Regions from separate parts of the Gossypium arboreum genome. Here regions 1 and 2 are each linked to region 3. A link is a contact called in public Hi-C data. All regions are on one chromosome and are shown on one strand. The core of a region is the stretch at or near the end of the contact, and the rest is flanking DNA. Distances in the headings are between cores, read along the strand shown.

Region 1 (2,785 bases), core at 104-2,603, 140 kb before region 3:
TTTATATATATATATATATATATTCTAATTAATTGTTAGATGCTTATTAAAAGTGTAATTAATTTTTTTAAAATCATAATCACTTTTATTAAATCAAAGATAAATCCGTAAAATTAATAAATAACTCAGGTTTTTTATTAACACCAATTCTGATATAATGCATATTGCATGTGATACTTATTTTAAAATTTATTAAATATTACATTTTATAAATTTTTAACACCTCTCAAAACATCTCTATATTCACGAATTAATCTAATTTGATTAATCAGTCGATTAATCGATCTAATTCGGTCGATAGTCGGTTAAATTTTTTTTGAATTTCGGTTAATGGTTAATTCGATTCGAATTAGGTAATTAATCAAATTAGCGAACTTAATAAATAATATTATATATTATATATATTAAGCTATTACTAATTCGATTAATTCAGTCAAATGAACATTATTAATTTATTTTTCACATATTTTATACTTGTTTTAACAAAAGAAAAAATATAAATATAAATTTTAGTTTGATTAATTGAATTAAAAATTTAATTAATTCGATTAAAAATATTAGTTGTGATTTACTCAAATTTAAAAAAAAATTATGGGCAATCGGTCCATTTTTCTTACCTTTTATTTTAAACAAAAAAAGGTTGAAAATATTTTCTTAATGCAAGATTTGCTGAAATTATTTTTAGCATGTAATCATTTACTCCTTCAAATATTATTTATCATGCACTACCCCTTTAATGAAATTAGAGAAAAGATTATATGAAACAGTGACGCCACATCATTTATATCTCTTTTCAATAGTTTTATATCACATCAGTACTGTTATCCTGAATTTCAGGATTTTATCCTGGAAAAAATTAAATCCAAATTAAAATACTAAAATTCAGGATAAAATCCTAAAATTTAAGATAAGAATACTGATGTGGCATAAAACTATTGGAAAGGGATATGGATGACGTAACGTCACTGTTTCATACAATCATTTTCCATGAAATTAAACCATTTAAAAAATCCAATAGTAATTTTACATTTAACTATAATTAAGCCAACAAAGGTAAAATTCCTTCTTCTTCTTTTTTTTTAAATAAAAATAAAAACCTAGCTATTCTATATTAGATTCTGTAAGTTGAATAAAGGATGACAACTATTTAACCTTACTATGGTTTTAGGGCCTCAATTCTTATCAAAATTGTTAGATTCTGTTAAAGTGGTAGCATAAATAAATTTTCGAATAATCTTAATCATTTTAAATTTATTATTGACTCATGTAACAACCAATAATATCAACCTTCAAATAATATTATAAAAGATGATCAAATTATTCCAAAATAAAATACAACATTAAATCTCAATTTTCAGCAGGGATTTTAACCATAATTAATCTGTCATAAAAATCAAATCTATTTCATGGTAGAGATTCTATGGACTTTCATACTGATCTCAAGCACCATAACGTAATCCATAAATAAATAAAGGTCAAAGATTAGAGAACCAAAGACAGAACCGAAAGAGAAGCAAAGTAAACCGCGACTATGGCAATGTGTTTCACTTTCAGATTAGCAATTCTGCTAACTCTTCTGGTAAGCTTAGCAGCCAGAGATGATTTTGGTTTCATCTACAACGGATTCCGGTCGGCTAATCTAAGCCTTGATGGCATCGCAGTGCTCACTTCCAATGGACTCCTAAAACTCACCAATGAAGCCGAAAGACAACAAGGACATGCTTTCTATCCTCACCTTGTAAACTTCAACAACTCAACCAGCCGTTCAGTTTCTTCCTTCTCTACCATCTTTGTCTTCGCTATTATCCCTCAATACCCAACTGTCAGCGCACACGGAATGGCTTTCGTGGTTTCACCAACCAGGGGCCTCCCCGGAGCTGATCCAGGCCAATATCTCGGACTCTTCAACAAGTCCAACAATGGCGACGGTAGAAACCACGTTGTTGCTGTAGAATTCGATACGCTACTAAGTCCCCAGTTTGATGACATCAATGACAATCACGTTGGGATTGATATAAACGGGTTAAAGTCTAATTTATCTTTTCCAGCAGGATATCACGAGGATGGAAGCCGTCAGTTTAGAAACCTTAGCCTGATTGGGCAAAGGATACAAGTTTGGGTTGAATATCATGGTCTCGAGAAGCGAATGGATGTTACTTTAGCTCCATTTAGACTTTCTAAACCCAAGACTCCACTTTTATCTTTGCCTCTTGATCTTTCTTCAATAGTTAACAATGGGATGTATGTTGGTTTTTCATCCTCAACTGGCTCTGTTCTCACATCTCATTATGTCTTGGGTTGGAGCTTTAAGATGAATGGTCAGGCGCGAGAGCTTACCCTGTCTCAGCTTCCAAAGCTTCCTCCTGTAGGACCGAAGAAAATATCAAGGCTTTTGACAATCGGGTTGCCTTTGATTTCAGTGAGTGTGATTTTGGCAGCAGTTTCAGGTGTAGTTTATTTCATGAGGAGGAAGAGGAAATTTGCTGAAGTTGTTGAAGATTGGGAGCTTGAGTATGGGCCTCATAGATTCAAGTTTAAAGATCTGTATGTTGCTACAAAAGGATTCAAAGACAAGGAGCTATTGGGTTCTGGTGGCTTTGGAAAAGTCTATAGAGGAGTTCTTCCAACCAGTAAACTTGAGGTTGCCGTGAAAAGAGTTTCACATGAATCGAGACAAGGGATGAAGGAATTCATAGCAGAAATTGTGAGTATCGGTCGTCTCCGTCACCGGAATTTGGTTCAACTCTTGGGATATTGCCGGCGTAAGGATGAGCTACTTTTGGTC
Region 2 (3,023 bases), core at 427-2,926, 190 kb before region 3:
TATGCAAAACTATGGGACATTTAACAAAGGGAAACAAAGACATTGATGTTTCACATGTTTGTAGCATCCTTAATTGCTTTATCTTCTGTAGTAAACTATGGTCGGGAAAAGTGTGATGTCATTAATAATTCTTTTTCTTACTAAGCTACCTCTGTATTTGTGATTTAACATCTGATGTCCTTTTATATTTTACGAGCATTATTGTCGTTAACTAGAATGTCTTAATTATGATTAATAGATGTCTAAAACTTTCCTTATTTTGGGAAGAAAGTAAGTTCCATAAAAATGTTGGAATTCGTAATTAGAAACTGGACTGCAAATTCACGAAGATTTAAAGGTAATACGGAACTTCATAAGCCTGAGATTGAAATGAGTATTAATTAAAACTGCGCAGACTTGCCATTCATTGGCTAAACATATGGAACAGTACTTCAAATATTGGGCTTAGGAGAGAAAAAAACAAAACAGAAGACCAATGTTAGGGTCATGACCATGTGCTAACTCTACCCTCTTGATATCAATTGTATATTTATGATTGAAAGAGGCCATGGAAATAGTGGGGTTGTTACAGTTGGAATCTTCTAATAGTGGCCTAGTGGCGCAGTGGGAGTTTGACATTTTAATAGGCAAACAAAAATACCCAAAGAACAAGACTCAAGATCACCACAGATAGATATCAGACAAAACCAAGACACACCAAATGAACCACCAACACCAAACCCATGGCTAAAATAAGCAAAAGGGGAGAAGACATTTGACGGTTTCCTTTTCTTTTATGGATGAAGAAGAAAAAGGTGATTGAATGCTGTCCATACTTCAGTACTTCACTACATTGATATAAGATGCTAAAACAATATCTCGGGGGACCACTTCTATCTTGCTTCATCTATTTTCTATTATGACCATCATCCAGTTGAATTTTCTGACTTTCCTACCCCATAACAAGAGAATCATCTGATTTCAACTATTCAACTCCAAATGAAAGTTCCAAGTTTTATTACATACGTTCATGCAAAAGTTTTGCTCATTGTTTACCTGTGATTCTAATGATGTCTTAACAACTATGACGTTGTAATATTATTCTCGAAAGCAAACAAGTTAGATTTAGCCAATTCTTGGAGGCCTTTCAACTTTTCCTGAAGGGTCAAGATATAATCGAACCCTTCCATGGTTGAAATCCATGGTAACAAAGCAATTAGCTTGGACCACCTGAATCTGGACTCTTGGCATGTCTTCCTTGATCTTTCTCTCTGCTTCCTCAGGGGTAAGGCCTACTAACTCAGGCCATTCCATTTTCGGAGCAGTGCTTGGTCCAAGCAATGTCCCATAAGTTCCTGCATTTAACATCCTATAAATGAGTCTACCACTAACTATCAAATTATAACTCAAATAATTTGAATGATCTGAGACGATGGGAGGCGACCAACTTACTTGGTAAAACCGGCGCTGAGTCTGTTAATTCACCAGGTTGTTTGTCAGAGGGTTCAGTTTGCTGCTTCTCAGCCATGGAAAAGCAATGGTATATTTGGTGACTTATGAAGGGACGGGGGGGTTCTTGTTTAAATGTCCTCTTCTTGATTGATTTTATCAAAGTTCAATATTTGGTTTTGCCACATGGAGAGTTTTCCTGACAACTCCTTCATATGGCGGGCATAGAATTTGATTATTACTATGCGGTGCACGACAAGAATGTCACTCGTCCTGCTAGGAATAAGGCCGGCTTGTTAATGTTGACTCTCTTGTGAAATTGAAAATTTTATTAGGCTTGAAATGCAGGGACGATGGTCAGTGGCCCAAAAGTATGAACCTTCACAAGAATGTTAAATCTTCATGAAAGGCTTGTTTAAACACCACATCCGCTAGGCCCAAAATAATTTGATATCAAAATGTTCATGAAACTATGGCCCGTCTAATCAGCACATCCACATTGGACTGGCCCGACAGTTTGATCTCTCTGGGTCAATTATGCAACTAAATTTAATTGGATTATGAAATACTCACAATGTAGATGAAAAAAATTATGTAAAAATATATTTATAAAAAAATTACTTCAAACACAAATAAGACTTTAGTTGAAATGACAAAATTTGAAGCTAAGGATAACAAAATTTGAAACAACCAATAAATTTTGAACTAATCCTTTTATTTTTTGGAAAAATGGATGTGACATGATATGCAATAAATTTTTTTGGACAATGGATATGGAGTAGTTATAACAATTGTTTATCCTGCCCTACTATATAAAACTATCATTTTGTCATATATATATATATAACAATGAACAAGATAAAAATGTAAAAAAAGTGTTATAAGAAAACCTCAGATATTTCAAGTTAAAATATTTAAAAAAAATTATGGTCAAATATTTATTTTTCTTTAAAAAATTGAAAATAGTAGAAATAACTAGTAAAAATTAAACTGAAGCGAAGCAGGACAAGAATGGATGCATCCAATATTCATGGAGATTGTAATTGTCTTTAACATTACACATCCGACCTTTTCGTTCCGCTTATAATAAAAGTATATAAAATTGATGATTGAGATTTAATCACAAACCTACAATATTAAATTATATTATAGTTTTCTTACAATGAAATACTTAACAAGTACTCTAAGAATTGTACCCTTGGGAAGAATTGTACCCTTGGGGAGAATTATTGGCTAAATCCTTTGCTAAATTCGAACACTCGAGCATTACTGAAGTAAATTACCAATCTAATCGAATTGAGAGTTATCAACCTAGCCGATTAACATTTCCATTATGTTTACATTAAGCATTAAAATACTAAAAGCTAAAATCAACTCTCAACTAATAACTTCACCAACAAGCTTAAGTAATTGTAGATTGATTCACCTAATGACTATGGAACGAAATGCTAAATTAAATCCTTGTAAGATCACTAGCCCTAGGTCATTCTAGTCTCTCAACTTACCCCCGATCATAAGGTTCTCCATTTAACCATAGTTCTTGCCTATAAATTCAGCCTATGATGGATTTCTTGACTTAATGACACTCGAAAAAG
Region 3 (2,915 bases), core at 335-2,834:
TCTTTTCATTATCTTTTTCAGCTGAATGTAATTTTCCGGATGTTCATTAACTATTATCGAATTGAGCTGTATGTGTTCTCTTTCATGAGTTCTATATCGTTGAATGCTTGGAAGTTGCTGGTAAACAATAGGGTGTGTAATCAAACTTTGTTAATCTCATCTGACTTTTATTATCAAAACCATAGCTTATAGTCAAATAACTTTAAAGAGCACTAACCTAATAGTCCTCCGAAATTTTGTTAGCCCAGTAAGAGAAAAAGAATAAAAGAGGGGAATAAATCAGGATGGATAAAATGGTATATAAATTTTCAGTACGCATGGGCAGATATTTTTGCTGTTCCATGGCATAAAAATAGTCAGTTTCTGCCCTGATTAGTTGGCTGCACAATGAGCAGTTACTGCGGCCTTATGATCCATTGAGTTGAAAACGAGGCCCCACGCACAACTGACGAACCCAACGTGAAGCGAGCCCCACCTACACCTCTCCTTACAGCCTCAAACTATCTGATTATAATAAAAAAGGTAAATTTGATAGTTGGTCACTCAACTTTCACAAGTTTTCATTTTAGGCATTTTTGTTAAAAATCATTTTCATTTAAGACACTTTCATTAAAAACCGTTTCTATTTTGGTCACTCACCGTTAATTTAATATTATTATACATTCATTTTAGTTATTCAGTTTTAATAAGTTTTTGTTTTAACTACTTATTTTATTTTTCTTTTATAATTAATTTTAGTTTTTTTAGTATAAGACAATTTTTTAGTATAAGACAAAATACCTAGGATTTATAAGAAAAAACATGGGTTTTACAATGAAAACCTAATTTTAAATGGAAAATTAATTTTATATTTTAATTTCCTTTATTCTTTTCTTTTTTTTTAAATTAAGGGAAAACTTGAAATTTTATAGTAATTGCTTAGATTTTTATAGGAAAAATTGGGTATTTTAAGGAAAACCATTTTCTTAATTTAATTCACTTTATTTTTAGAATTAATTTTAATTTTTTAATAAAAGGAAAACTTTTGGGGTTTTACAAGATATTTATAGGAAAAATTATTCTATTTTCATTTTCATTCTAAATTTAGTTTTTGAGTAACAAGGAAAAATTTGAATTTCGGTTAATTACCTCGATTTTTAAAGGAGAAAACTTGAGTTTTTACTTGAATTTAAGTTAATGCATCTAAATAACTCAATTCCATGTAAAAATAAAAATCAACGACATATAATTAAAATCAAAATTATTTTTAATAAAAATACCTAAAATAAATATAATTTTTAACAACAATGCTTAAAATAAAATTTTTATTTTTCAATACCAAAGAAAACTTATGAAAGCTAAGTGAATTCCTGGCTAGTTTACCCAAATAAAAATCGAGGGTTTCTTTTCCAACGTTGAGGGGCTGCACATTTATGAAACCAGCTCAACCATCCTCGTGCGTTCACGCAATTGGTTACTGCACAGTCAAAAAACCAAATATCGCAACCGCATTTACCCCACTTCATGAGGGAGGTCTCCCCCCTTTTATGTCTTCTATCACTCCCCCATTTCCCCATCCAACTACCCCACTACCCCTTGGGAAAAAAAACTTGATAATTATAACTGCTCTATACGGCTAAACCCATTACTTAACCCTCTCAGGCTATGTCGTTTCTGTTGCTTTCTCTTTCGTTGTACCAAAGTTGAACGTACAGTACAAGGTGACTATCATGTCAGACCATCTCCTATGTGACATTATCATTGAAAATTTTTAAACTTCTACGTACCTTTCTATATGAGTTCTTTCTCGAAATCAGAAAGCAGAATTGCAATGGAGAATTTGCTTTGTGATGAGGTTTGGCTTTCGAGTCCTGGAACTCCAGACCTCAGCCATGAAAGTGAACATTACATTTGGAAGGGCTATGGCTATGCAGATTTATTTTATACGACAAAGGAAGACTCGGAGCAGGCTCTTGTAATATGCCTGAAGAAAGAGCTTAGTTACATGCCTGAAGCTGGATATCTAGATTATCTCCAATCTAAAAATTTGGTGTTTGCTAGGTTTAGAGCGGTTCAGTGGCTTATTAAGGTTCAATTTCTTTCCTCATCAATGTCCTTACATTTTCTCTTAGATGGCCGCTAATACGAAATGGTTTTATAATAAATTTCGGTCTGTTTTCTCTCATTTGATGTTTTTCTTTCAGACTTGTACTCGGTTAAATCTGTCTATTGGAACCGTTTTCAATGCGGTAAATTACCTAGATCGTTTCCTATCAATGAGTCAGTGCCATGTAAGGAACATTTAAATTGTGGATTTTTCTTTTTCCTTCTTCTGATAGCTTGCCATTTTATCTTTCAAGTCTCAACTACAATTTGTAGTTTTAAGAATTAAATCATCTACTTTTTTATTCGTAACATGCATAATTCAGGGATGGAAGCATTGGATGATGGAGTTGCTATCCGTTGCATGTTTATCCATTGCCGCCAAGTTCAACGAGACTTCCCTCCCTTCCTTGGATGAACTTCAGGTGAATGCAATTAATTTTGTCTGATGACGACAAAAACTACTGAATCATATATGTATCAATGTTTCTCAAAAAATTTGATACTAACCAGTTGGAAGTTAATGTTTTGATTGAAGATGGAAGACTTGGAGCATTGTTTTCAACCGAGCACAATCCAGCAGATGGAACTGATGGTGTTACAGGCTTTAAAATGGCGTCTTGGTTCTACAACATCCTATTCCTATATAGAGCTGATTACATCAAATTATATCTGTGATATCAATTATAACCTTCACAAGGAGTTAATCAACCAAGTTAATAGGACACTTGTCAAAGCTATATTGGGTAATACGCATATATATATTTTCAAGAAGAGATTGAAATCAAAGTAAATCGAATGAACCTTGGTTGTTGTAACTTGTGTAATTGTCA

Evidence for each region. A called contact is a pair of places that touch in the nucleus more often than the background predicts.
Region 1: a contact with region 3 is called in a Hi-C map of leaf, with 2.3 times the contacts expected there. The contact joins the promoter of LOC108459792 here to the promoter of LOC108459295 in region 3. A contact is called at or near these places in 2 of 5 Hi-C or Micro-C datasets (both in leaf).
Region 2: a contact with region 3 is called in a Hi-C map of leaf, with 4 times the contacts expected there. The contact joins the promoter of LOC108460060 here to the promoter of LOC108459295 in region 3. A contact is called at or near these places in 2 of 5 Hi-C or Micro-C datasets (both in leaf).

What each region holds. Positions count from the first base shown.
Region 1 is chr4:106,006,650-106,009,434 of ASM2569848v2, reverse strand. LOC108459792 (L-type lectin-domain containing receptor kinase IV.1) reads left to right here and starts at 1,353. Exons shown (of 1, transcript XM_017759195.2): 1 at 1,353-2,785. The coding sequence starts at 1,532.
Region 2 is chr4:106,062,602-106,065,624 of ASM2569848v2, reverse strand. LOC108460060 (subtilisin inhibitor-like) reads right to left here and starts at 1,676. Exons shown (of 2, transcript XM_017759439.2): 1 at 1,432-1,676; 2 at 956-1,334. The coding sequence starts at 1,507. The coding sequence ends at 1,105. It overlaps LOC108472237 (L-type lectin-domain containing receptor kinase S.4-like), which reads left to right. Exons shown (of 1, transcript XM_053026875.1): 1 at 1-211.
Region 3 is chr4:105,870,456-105,873,370 of ASM2569848v2, reverse strand. It overlaps LOC108459295 (putative cyclin-D7-1), which reads left to right and starts at 1,584. Exons shown (of 6, transcript XM_017758641.2): 1 at 1,584-2,068; 2 at 2,184-2,270; 3 at 2,409-2,507; 4 at 2,621-2,828. The coding sequence starts at 1,775. LOC108459395 reads left to right here. Exons shown (of 8, transcript XM_017758758.2): 8 at 1-128.